Linked DNA regions of Mus musculus: region 2 is linked to region 1. A link is a contact called in public HiChIP or PLAC-seq data. All regions are on one chromosome and are shown on one strand. Each heading gives the region's core, a stretch centred on a gene start, on an enhancer-like site or on the middle of the called end of the contact. The rest is flanking DNA. Distances are from core to core; before and after follow the strand shown.

Region 1 (6,454 bases), core at 1,725-4,224:
GAGGGGAGGTTGCTTGCTTCCGCTGCTTCTGCTGCTGCAGTTGGCTCTGCCTCCGTCTCTGCTGCACCTTCCAGGCTAGCCTTCCAGGTTACTCTTTGCAGCCCTGAACGGAGTTGGGTCAGGCTGGGCCGACTGAATGTCAACTAGCCAGTGAGGAGTGTAGCTTCAGGCAGTGTACTGGGAGAGCAGACCTCTTCCCAAGTGTTACAACTCTTAGAACAGAAGGCTGGGACAACAGAGTAGTTCTTGCACACTTTTAATCTTTCCAGATAGGGTTCTAATATATACAGTTTTGGGGTGGGTCAAGGATTGACAACAGGTACTTCTCATTGGTTTGTTCTGAGAACTTTGGGGAAACTTTATTTGCATGTGGGAGGGCTTGGGCTGCTCCTATGTGACTGATGTCCACACACCTCCCTGCGGGGGTCTGTGGGAGGCTGTAGCTATGTGACAGGAGCCAGGGACCCAGGAGGCATGGTTGAACACCTGCTGTCCCATGCAGGTGGATGTCACCACCCATTGGGTCATCGGGGTTCCAGACCTATGCTCGACCAGGAACCAGGCTGTCTGTGCACAGCCTACCGCTCCACAGTAGAGTTTAGCGATACCAACAGAAGAGAAGGTTTTAGAGTTTTATGTCAAAGACTGATACACAGAACAGCCTGTCTTGGTCAGGGAGTAGAAAGGGCAAATTTTTAGTGGTTAGGAGTCAGTCTTTTTAAGAAGCATGGCAGGGAATCAATCAAATAAAAATGTTTTGAAGTAAAATCAGTGCAGAGTCAAAGAAGAAGGGGTTAGGGTTAGAAGTAGTCAGCATGGTGTTGAGAAAGACTTTGGTCCTCACCATCAAAACCTGTAGCTAGAAAAAAGGGGAGGGGTGGTGGGAAAGACTCCTCAACTTGGCAGGTATCAGTGACATCAGAGACTCTAGTGAGACCTTTGAAAGACACATCAAGCTTGGAGATGTGAAGGGATTGGTACAGAGGCTTCAGAGGCTAAATATGGACCACTGTTTCCAGAAGCTTAGGGCTTCTAGAGAATGGGTTGGTGAAGGAGATGGTGAGCCTTCTAGAGAAAGAAGAAACGACTAATTGTAGGCATGCAGTTCTGGGAAAAGCAGCGGGGACTTGAGGAAGAAGAGGTAAGAATGTGAGACGTGCTAAGAAGGGCTAACCGGTGCTTCCCATAGTCTGAGTCACAGAAGCAAGACAGGTAGGATGAGTTTGTTCTGGGTCATGTCCAAGTGAAGAACAGGAAGAGACTGGAGTGACTAAATGGGGTCAGAAGGACATCAGTCTAGGACAACGAAGCAACAGGGATGGTGAGATATCAGTGTGATTGCTGCAACGTAGTTTGCAAGGCACTGGGATATAACTTAGGCCAGGAGAAGAGAACAAAGCACAGAGGCGAGGTGCCTTGAAAAAGTAGGAGCTTATTTTCTTATCGTTCTGGACATTGCAGGCTCAAGGTCCAGCTGTTGGTAAGCTTTGTTTCTTTTTAGGGTTTTGTCCTTGGCACATGAACAATTAATGCAAGTGATCCTTTGGCTCTTTGTGCATCCCTTCTTATTTATTTGCTTATTTATTTACCTGTTTATTTACTTTCAGAATCGGGGTATTATATATTTCTGGCTGGACTGCAGCTTACTATGTAGACCACACTGGCCCCAAAGTCACAGACATCCACCCGCTTCTTCCTTTTTATCACTAGAATTAAAGGCATAATATGCTACTTTGCCTGTGCCCCATCCCTTCTTGTAACAACACAAGTCACATGGAATAGGGCTCACCCAGATGGTCTCATTTTACCTTCTTTATCTCTAAAGTCTCTCTCAGTAAAGTCACATCCTGAGGTACTAGGGGGTTCCGATTTTGACAAACAGATTTTTCAGGGGACATAGTTCAGCTCATAACAAGAAGAATGCAGTCAACAACAGATTAAAAAAACTATTTCTTTCTTTCTTTCTTTTCTTTTTTTTTTTTTTTAAAGTTGTGGGACTGGAGCTTCTCAAATAGCACTGTGTGCATGATAGGGACAATAGTGATCCCCAAAGATGTCTACACCCAAATCCTGGGACCAGTGAGTAGGCTACATGGCTTAGCAAAAAAAAAAAAAAAAAAAATCTCTTTCAAAACCAGGCAAGGGTTTTTGAAGACACAGGGTTATCCTGGATAATCAGTGAGCCCTGTCTAATCAATTACATAGGAAAAAAACCCCATTTTAATCATATATATATATATATATATATATATATATATATCACTTTACATCATGCACACTGCCCCCTCTCCTGGTCACCTCCTCCCACAATCCTTCCTCCATTCCCCTTCCTCTGTGTAGGGACCCTCCCCTGGCTGTCCCCCCATACCCTGACACTTCAAGTCTCTGTGAGGCTAGGCACTTTCCTCTCCTACTAGGTCCTGAAGGGGATAGGAACTCCACAGGAAGACTAACAGTCAACTAACTTAGACTCTTGGAGCTTTCAGAGTCTGGAGAATATACACAGCTGGACCTAGGCCTCCTTGCACATATATAGTAGATACACATTGAAATTTTTAAGTGAAGGACTTTTCCTGCATGAATTCTGGGTCAGATGAAATAAGATCGTGTCTGGAGGGGTCCAGCTCAGTGGGTAGAGTGTTTGTCTAGCATGCAACAGAGCCATGGCTTCCGTCACATTCAGCAGCCCATAATGTATACACAGTGATGTGTACTTGTAATCGCAATGCTTAAGAGGTGGAGACAGAAGGATTAAAAAGTCAAGTTTATTCTCAGCTTCAGAGCAAGTCTGAAGCCAGTCAGGGACAGAGGCATGAGAACCTGTATCAACAACAAGAATAATGTAGAACTGTGGAAGAATAGTGTGAGAATTGCAACCCTGGGGGGAGGGAATCAGGGACTAAAGAGGGGCTAGCTCCTTGGAAGGGGAGAAGTAAGGGAAGAATTCTGCCGGATGGTGTCAGAAAAGGAAACATTGTCCGAGACAGCTTCAGTTTAGCCCAGTAGGAGCTGTGTGGAGCTTCTGACTCACACACTGTAACAAACCACATTTATTTTGCCTTAAGTTACTAAATTTGTAGTAATTTGTTGTAGCAGGATTCCAAAGTTAATTTGGTAGGAACTGGCATCCCTGGAAGTCTATTTTAAAACACGGTTTCTGTCTCTATTGTCTGCATTTCCAACAAGCCCTGAAGTGATGTGAATATATGTGCCCCGGGTTGTGGACCACACTGTGAGCGGCAAGGCAAGGCTGGTGTTTAACCCTTCCTTCAATATCACCAAGGTATCACAAATGAAAGAATTAAGGAAGAAGGCATTTCTCAGACACTATTCAGATGAGTATTGTTACTGGAGTGGACTTTTATTCACAGCCCCGTTACTTTGTTGCTAAACATAGCACATTTACTACTTAATAATAGTAAACAAAACAAAACACAAAACGAGCAAAGCAAAGCGTCTGCATGGGAAAAGCGGCCTGCAGAGGTGCCAGTGTTTGGAATATTTGGCTCCAGAGTGTCTGTGTGTTTATGGATCTTGCTGAGGTGGCCTGGCTGACACTTGGCTGATACAAATTGTTTCTCATGACCAACACCTTGGGGGGAAAATAAGCAGCAGGCTAAGCTCTCTTGCTTCTTTCCCAGGGTGGGCATCTCACATTGTAGGAGTCAGTAAGCTTAAGAAAAAGATTTCAGGGCAAACGAAACTTTTGTTGCAACAATCTAATGGGACAGTTTCCAGGAGAGACTCACTTGGTCCGTCTGTTCTATAAACTAAGAACGGTACAAAACCAGAGGGGATGTTCCCGGTGACCTGAAAGGTATGTTCCCTCTTTATCTTGTTGTCCGAGGGCACTCTGTAATTATGTGACAGTATATTGTTAGCTGTGTTCCTTGCAATGGCACTGGCCAAAGGCTTGGAAGAAAATTATCCAGTTATTAAAGAAGATGTAGAGCACCACACTAGCATGAAGCAGAACACCAAGATGGGCTAGTCTCTATCCTTAGTCACAAACAAACAACAACAACAACAACAAAGCAATACCTCAGGTGGAGTTGGCTCACCCCAAATACTTAGAGGGGACCCAGGTTTCATGCACTCATCAGGTGGCTCGCAACCACCTGTAACACCAGTTCCAGGGGATCCGACGCCCTCTTCTGGCCTCTCTAGGCACCTGTGTGCATGCCAACACACACAAAACTAGAAGCAAATAAGCCAACCTTAAAAACAGAAAATCCTCTGGGGGAAATCAGAGTGGAAAGGATTCAAAGAATGTGGCAGGGACTTGTGATGAGAAATTATCACGCAGATGTTTACGAGGAAGAATGAGGAAAGAACGTATGATCCAAGCTACGTGCAAACCTCATGCTCTCCAGAGCAAGTAGGAGGCTTCACAGGGTCTGGAGCAAGCATTTTCCAACTATGTGGTTGGTAGGAATCATAACCAAGAGCCTGCTGAACAGCAGATTCTCTGGCTCCTATTCTGTGATTCTTTAAAACGGTTCATTATGGAAAATTCCAACCATTAATATAATAGATCGAAGGCATCCCCCACCTCCCCACTCCCTGTTCTCAAACTCAGTAATTATCACAGTGTGCAGTGTTGCTTCATCCACAACACCTGCCCATTGCTTCCTTGTCCTGCTTCCTTAGGGGATTGTATCAGTGCAGATCTCAGTCATGGGCCAGGTGTCTCATGTAGAGCAAAGTAAGCGTTGACACTCCAAGACACAGGGTTCCTGATATATTTGTGAACGCTAAGGTCTAGGTGGCTCAGAGATATCCCGGGGAAGTGCACATGACAGTCCAGTTAGTTTTTGAAGCTTTCAAGCAGAGGCGGAGACTGGTTAGGAGGGAAGATGCCATTGAACGGCAAGGGGAATTACTGGAACCATGGCAGTGGGAAGGAACTAGATGGCAAAGTGTCTTTCAAGGATGGTCAAGCCGGTCACTGAGGCTAAGAACTTCATCCCCAGTTAGGGAAGGAGGAAAGTCAGCATCCAGAATCTCATACTGTAGGGCATAGTTGCCTTGTTGGAACCATTTTTGTCTCTTGGATATGATGTAGAGTCAGTATCTTTTCTGTTTCTACTTAAGTGGAACAGAACTATCTTCCTCATTGGAAGTTTTTATTCTTTATTTGTTTGTTTTTTTGCTTGCTTTTTTTTTTTTTAGACCGGGTTTCTCTTTATAATAATCCTGGCTGTCTTGGAACTCCCTTTGTAGACCAGGCTATCTTGGCCTTCACAGAGTTCCCCCTGCTTCTGCCTGGAATCAAAGGAATGTGCCATCATGCCCCCACTTTATTTATTTGTTTAATACAAGGTCTTGTTATACAGCTGAGGCTGGCCTCAACATTGCAGTTATCCTCCTGCCTCTGTGTCCGGAGCTGGGCTCACAGGCCTTGGCTGCTGCGCTGGAAGCATTTTTCCCTTGGTAGGTAAGATCTTCAGATACTCAGTCTGAGTGATGGGGAATGGATTCCTAAAATCCCATAAGTGAGTTACACAGTGTCACAAGGAGGTGGAGCCTAGGCCCAGCCACTGGTCCTTAGGACTCTTTTGGACTTACATAATTAATTAGACAATGTAGGGAACTTAGGGTAAGTACCCTACCTAATATAGGGTAATGAGACAATGAATAGCTACTTGGTTGAAGTTTTGCTGATAATCCCACATTCTTCTCCATCTATCAGCGCATAGGCTGGGGCAGAATTACAAGGGGAGAAAAGGAGCTGTTGTTGACTTTGTTGTGCCTCACCGCTGCCCTGTGGTTAACCATGTTTCCAGTGCTTTCCCTTGGGATACAGGAGTGGAAAGCCTTAAGAGCCTCTGTCACAGTGTTCCTTTAAAAAGCACCACTTTTTTTTTTCCTTCTTCTAGTTTTGGCAAGGAGTTGAGCTGTTGCTGTTGTAAAACTTGAAAGCAGAGCCAGGCATGGTGGGCTCTACCTGTATTTCCAGCACTTGGGAGGGAGGCAGAGGCAGGCAGATTGTGAATTTGAGCTCAGCCTGAACTACAAAGCGAAACTTGGTCTCATAAAACCAACCAACCAATTAACCAACGAAAAGTCAAGCCAAGTCTGAGCCTGCCTGGTATTAAGTTTACAGAGTGCCCTGCTATACTGCATGCACACCAGACCTGTGACGAGTTAGGTCTTTGTGCTTATTGCAGATGACATTGCAAAAGGGTTGTAGGCAAACTCTTGGGGTTACTCCAAAAGAAAGAGTGCATGCATAGCATTTAACAAAAGTCATGGTAGACTGGGCTTGATCTCAGCACCAATCCATGACTAATATCAAGTGGAAATCAGAAAAGAAAGGGAGAATCTTATTCCGAGAGGGATATTTGGTAGTGTCAGAGACTATTTTGAATTAAAAAAAAAATTACTTATTTGCATGTTAGAGGGTTGAGCATGTGCCATAGCTTACCTATGGTGGGCTAAGGATAACTTTCCT
Region 2 (6,454 bases), core at 2,312-4,811, 580 kb after region 1:
GTCCCTCAACAGAATAGTGGATACAGGTAATATGGTACATTTACATAATGGAATACTACTCAACTATTAAAAACAATGAAATACTACTCAGCTATTAAAAACAATGACTTCATGAAATTTGTAGGCAAATGGATGGTACTTGAAAATATCATCCTGATTGAGGTAACTCAGCCACAATAGAACACACATGGTATGCACTTACTGATAAGTGGATATTAGCAATTCCATATACTGTCACCAAACCAGGATGCTGTTGTGGATGCCAGGAAGTACTTGCTGATGGGAGCCTGATATGGCTGTTTCCTGAGAGGTTCTGCCAGAGTCTGACAAATATAGAGGTGGCTGCTTGGAGCCAACTGTCAGGCTGATTATGGAGTCCCTGATGGAGGAGTTGCAGAAGGGACTGAAGGAGCTGAGGGAGCAACAATGTCAACCAGCCAGACCCCCTCCCTTTGAGCTCCTGGGGACTGGACCACCAACCAAAGAGTACACATGGAGAAACCCATGACTCCGGCCACATATGTGGCAGAAGATGGCCTTGTTGGCATCAGTGGTAGGAGAGACCTTTGGGCCTAAGGGTGTTCAATACCCCAATGTAGGGGAATGTCAGGGTGGAAGACAGGAGTGGGTTGTTGGGTGGGGGAGTACCCTCATAGAGGTAGGGGAAGGGTGGATGTTATAGGGGGGTTCTGAAGGGAAGATCTGGAAAGGGGAAAACAAATGTTTGAAATGTAAATAAATAAAATATCCAATTAAAAATAAAGGAATAGATAAATTTCTTGACTACTTCCTGCCCCAAATTACAATATATAAATAGCAAATCCGAAACCTTCCAAAGGCAAAAGTTCTGGTCTAAATTGTTGTTCTGATACAGCCCACATAATATCTGCAATAATCAGGTATCAGTTCTATCCAATGATAGAGAAGGAAAAGACCCTTTGATTATGGCAGTTGGTGGAGATGATATGAATCATGAAAGGAAAACAATGAAGCCTGGCTGAAAGGTCTGGCTTTTTCTACCTGGATTAATGCATGTATCTATGAGAATGGACAAACAAATGTGGGAACAAGAAAAGATACATTAATAAAAATGCTCAAGGACATTGAAATCCTGATGTACCAAAGGTGCATGCCAACTCTACCATTAGGTATAGACACCAAATTTTGGGGAGAGTGTAGGAGCTATAAAAGTGGTATTTATCAGAGTATAAAATCATGGTATTTCCTGGAATCTAAGTTAAGCAAGAAGGAGCCACACCCAAGACTGGAAGAAGGGTGTACACCAAAACTGTAAGTTGTAAGAAAGAAAGACAGGTTGGCAAAGAAAGTTGAAGTGATGTGGGCACCAAGGTGCAAGAAAGCAAGGAGAGGTTGGGGAGACATACACAGTGTAGCTAGGGGAGCAGGCATCATTGAACTCATCACTGTCACAGCAGTTAGAGCATTTTTAGAACATCAGAGAAGGAGACTTTCTGGAATGAAACGCAGAGTACATTAACTCCTTCAAGAAGTCTTGATATAGAAGGGAATAGAGTAATGGTCAGTAGATTGTTGTTGGGAGGGGTAAGCAAAATTTTAAGATTATAATTCAGGGCTGGGAAACCCAATAGAAAGGAACACTAGGCTAACATAGGAGAGATGGGCAGGAATTGAGAGCTAAGCTTGGGATGGAACAAGCAGAAAAAGCAGAGATGGAAAAATGAGGTGAGAGATGTGCACAGACATGGTGTCTAGCTTGCTTGGGAAGAAGAGGGTGTTCTGGCACAGGGCTTCATGTTTGTTTGTTTAGTAAAAAATAAAACAAAAAAAACATACAACAAAACCTGCTATGTCCACTCCAGTGCAGTCTGCTTGGTAGGTCTAAGGGCCTGAAAGCAGTCACGAGGCAAAGAGTTTCAAGGAAACTTTGCCTCCTGAAACCTTGGCATTTCCATAGCCCATATACTCAAACCCTGACCCCGAGTTAGGCTGGTGTATGTTCTCTTTCAGTATTGTTTTATTATAAGTGCCTTTAAGGATTGGTTTTTGACATAGCTAAGCCCCCACCAGTGTTCCAATGGTTCCTAGAAAATCCTTGAAATCTACAGTGAGCTTGGAATTCAGTAAGAATATTATCTATTCAGTAATATTCAAATTCACTTCTAGTAGAGACAGTGAAAATAATCAGACATTACAAAGTACAGAGCTAGGAAAGCTCAGGGCTGGTCTACATAGTAATTACATAGGACAATAGCTGAGTCACACCCAAACACAGGAATACACAATGTCCTAGCAAATAGGAAAGTTAGTGGAAGGGAATTCCCCTGGTACAGGTTTCTTCATTAGGCCCAGAGGAATAGCATAATCAGGTATTTACTAAAGAACCGCTGGTGGTGGGTTTAACAAGAGACTAGCATTGCATCAGAGCATTCACCTGGCTCCATTTTAAGTGGTAAGCATGGCCTGGTCCTGGGCATCTTTTTATGTATGCATTCTTTTTATTTTATTTATTTATTTATTTATTTGTTTGTTTGTTTGTTTGTTTGTTTGTTTGTTTGTTTTGTGTCAATGTAACTTGGCAGATGTGTTCGCCTGGGTTTTTTTTTGTTTTTCCTCTGTATAAAAAAGTCTGGTGTTCCTTTGGACAATACATTTAGATCCACACTCCCTTGTGTCATGTCTGTTTGTCACCTCCCCTCTCGCCAACTCCGTGTCCACCTGCTGGAACTCCTGATTTCCCACAGATTGAGGGGGGCCTGACTAGGCCCAGTCCGTGGCAAAAACAAAACAAAAACAGCCAGCAGACAAGCAAAAAGGACCAGAATGGGGGTAGAGTGGGCACAAAGGCAAGTGAACCCTTTGGGACACCATCTCAGGATGGTAAGACAGCACAGCATGTCCATTTGTAAAACTATTGTGAGTTTAAATTGAAACCCATTAGTCAGGTAGTGTATTTCTTTTCCAGCTATGTTCAATTACTTTGACCTAACCAAGAGGAATACAATGAGTTGAAGTCGTGGAGCTGTCAGGACAAATATATTTGATACAAGGAGAAAATCAAGAAGCCGAAGAGTGTTTGACCACTGCTCTCTCTGACAGCACTGTAAAAAAATTGCCAAAGACTTTTCCTTTTAAGTTCCTGAGTTCAAGTCCCCCTGAAAGTGGTCCATTTTTATTAGTTGTCTTTACGTGTCTTAGTCTTCCATTCTTTAAGGAGTTCAGAATGACTGTGATCCCCTGCCCAGAAAATTACATTCAGCTTTTGCCTTCCCTTCTTGTGTTTTGGGCAATTGCATGGCCATGAGCTACTATCTTATGCATTTCATTCCATACTGGGACACTGGAAATATCTCTCTCACCCTACTCAAATGAAAATGTGCTGGCCATGTACTACTTGAACTTAACATAGCCTCAATTCCCCCACTGTGGAGGACAAGAAAAGATTGGAACCAGTTTCCTGGTGACCGGAATCAGGGTGATCCGGTTTCAGACACCAAAGATTTGATATGGGCTACAGCCTCATGACCAAACAATTAATACTGCTGTCAGCATACCCTCTATTTACCCTCTAAAAAGGCTTGATGAATGTGTCACATTATGCCTGACTTGTAAATGTGCATGAGACAAATTCTATGCAGGCTGATGGTCTATCTTTAGAGCTAGCTGGAAGTCTTGGCTCTTCTCCTGCAGCTGTGTGAAATGCTTCAGTGTCTCTGACAATTCCCATGAACTCTACTTAACACAGACACCTCAAGATATATTCTTGGACTCTAGATTGAAAATATCTCTCAAGTCAAGCATCTGTACCCCCAATTTATTTTCTTCCATTTTTAATTTCAGGATTCATTATTACAAGAGACAGTATTTATTGATCACCATCTTAAACATTTAAAGTGATTAAATGATTCAATCACAACACAATAGGTACTTGTATGATTCCCATTCTAATGGTAAGGAAACTGAGTCACGAGGAGAGTAACCTGCTGACTGGTACCTGGTGAAGGCAAGGTTTCAGAGCAGCAATATGAACTCCTGAAGTCTTGCTACTAGAGCTAATAATAACTACAGAGCCCTTACACAGTATATTCTGCTAAAATAAACATGAAGAGGAAGTCATATTAGCTAATATAATTCTATAACTACACTTTCCTGTTTCAGAATCAGAGTAAAGACATCTAAGCTTGTTGCATTTCTATGGTATAAAATAATTTGTCTTACATTTCAAAATTACATTTTTTTAACTCGACTTAGAACAATCTCATATTAAGTCTAGTTCACTGGTTTATATCAGTATTATGGTGATTTTTTAACCTTTCCCACAGTATTCTTGCTTTCTTCTATATCAGAAATCAACATAGCCTCTTAGTGAAACAAAAAAATCAAAACTAGGATCTTAGAATGCTACCACTTAGATGAAAGTGTCTTAAAGCTCATGACTATGGCCTCACATGCCTTATGAGCTCTTCAGTCCAAGAATTCAATGATGTGAAATGTGAAATAGGAAATGTCTTAGAAAGTAGTATGATCCAACCCTTTATTTTATTAATTTTAAGTGAACCTCTTCATGAGGCCTGAACCTCTTCATGGTTAAAAATTTATTAATTATAATAGTTGCAAGGATATTGCCCACAGAGTAGTAATCATAATGCCTAAAGCATACTAAATTCCACTTTGCCCACAGACATTTTAATGCTAAAAACAGCATCAATGCCTGCAGTACCAGAAAACAAGTTACTAATTGATAATCAAAAGAATCCAACTAATGTGTTTGCTGAGTGTGAACAGGAAAAGCTGTCACCTTCAGAAGTTTCAAAATAGTTTTCTTTCTTTAGAAAGTGTGTATCTTCTCAGGACAAGCGTCAAGGTTCTCACATGTCTCTGTGCATGTCATTGGTCACAGCTGAGTCAGAGCAGAAATGACTTTGAAACTATTGCAAATGACATTTTCTGTATTTGGCAACTGTGGCAATCTGGATGTCCTCGTCACATGAAAAGGCTGACAGAACAGTCATTTTAGAATTTGCCCAGCAAAGCTATAGAACGTAGGTGAGGTGACACCCCGGAAGATAAAATTCAGGGTCTGGGAACAGGGCTGTGCCTGTTATCGCTCACACAGACCATTCCTCCTGTCATCGAGATGTCAGCATTCTGTCTTTTGCTGTAAGGTGGTATGTTTTGGAGATACAAGTAAGAGAATATAATTTCCATCCACTTCAGGAAGCGATAAAGCGTGAACACCTAACCATGACATGCCAGTATTAAGCCAAACACAGACCAGATAAATTACATATAGTATTTTATCACTCACCTCTCAACATGCTAACAATATTTAACACATTTAACATCATCTTATCTCCATGAACTATTAAATTATTACTTAATTAATGCCAGAAATCAATGAATTTCTGCCATTAATTAATGCCAGAAAACTTGTTTAAAAGTAGAGTCTCTAAAACAAAGATGAACATAAGCCTCTGATAGCTAGAAAAAATATACAAGCACCATCAAATACAAAAAAAAATAATAATACTTCTCTTGGCAATACCTTGGGGACCAAAGTCCCTACTTGTCTATTCTTTACAGACGAGGAAGGTGAGACAGGAAAAGTGATGTCACATGTATTTTCTAAGAGTACTTAATTTAAAAACCCTAAAAATTTAAACATGTTGATTTTTTCTTTTCTCTGTCAAGATGAAAAATGTATAAGATCTCACCTGTTTTTACCCAAAGAGTTTTGATTGCATGAGATAAGTATTTATTAATAAAACTCTGTGGTTGTCCCAGAAGGAGCCACATGAAAGGATCCAAGGCATTGCTTCTCGACAGTAGGTCACAATCCCATTGGAGGTAAAATGACCCTTTCACAGGGGTCACATACTAGATATACTGCATATCAGATATTTACAATTCAAAACAGTAGCAGAATTACAGTTATGAAGTAGCAATGCAAATGATTTTATGGTTGGGGGTCACCACTGCATGAGGAGGCTGTATTAAAGGGTTGCAGCTCTGGAAGACTGAGACCCCATTGTTCTAAGGCAAGAAAGATTTTCAACTAACAAAAGTGATCCTACCTGTTCTAAAGAAATACTTCCTGTCAGAAAATGACTAACAAACCTGTATGTCTCTTCTTCTATATATGTTCCAACTAGAAATACTCCCAACAAAAACATAGGCGTTAACAATGCTTAGTAGGAAAATAAATTATTTTGACATTGGAAGTGTTGGACCTCCGACATTTGCATGCTGTTCGCCGTGCAATATGGTGCTTAGCCCACTTCTGCTCACTTTTCAAAGGTACTTAAGTGAGCGAGAGGACCCTCAGCAGCGAAGAGCACTTGCTAAGTATCTCAGTTTGTTTTACAGAACCTATGCTCAGTGGCTTACAACCACCTGTAACTCGAGCTGCAAGGTATCCTCTGGCCTCTGTGGGTACCTGTCCTCATGTGCACATAACACAGAAATAAAAGAATAA

Evidence for each region. HiChIP or PLAC-seq counts read pairs in DNA pulled down with a chosen protein or histone mark.
Region 2: an H3K27ac HiChIP or PLAC-seq map of heart atrium shows a contact between it and region 1, with 5 read pairs. The contact joins two enhancer-like sites. A contact is called at or near these places in 2 of 115 datasets of contacts at active chromatin or transcription factors (heart atrium and neural progenitor cells).

The regions. Positions count from the first base shown.
Region 1 is chr10:56,534,272-56,540,725 of GRCm38.p6, forward strand. No RefSeq gene overlaps it. Among named protein-coding and RNA genes, the nearest start is that of Gm36595, 110 kb to the left of the region's middle. Within about 2 kb of position 2,975, at least 22 of the 459 cell types and tissues checked have an H3K27ac peak or open chromatin away from gene starts, as enhancers often do. A contact at or near this core is called in heart atrium, where this site is marked.
Region 2 is chr10:57,110,015-57,116,468 of GRCm38.p6, forward strand. No RefSeq gene overlaps it. Among named protein-coding and RNA genes, the nearest start is that of Gm40652, 4.0 kb to the right of the region's middle. Within about 2 kb of position 3,562, at least 5 of the 459 cell types and tissues checked have an H3K27ac peak or open chromatin away from gene starts, as enhancers often do. A contact at or near this core is called in heart atrium, where this site is marked.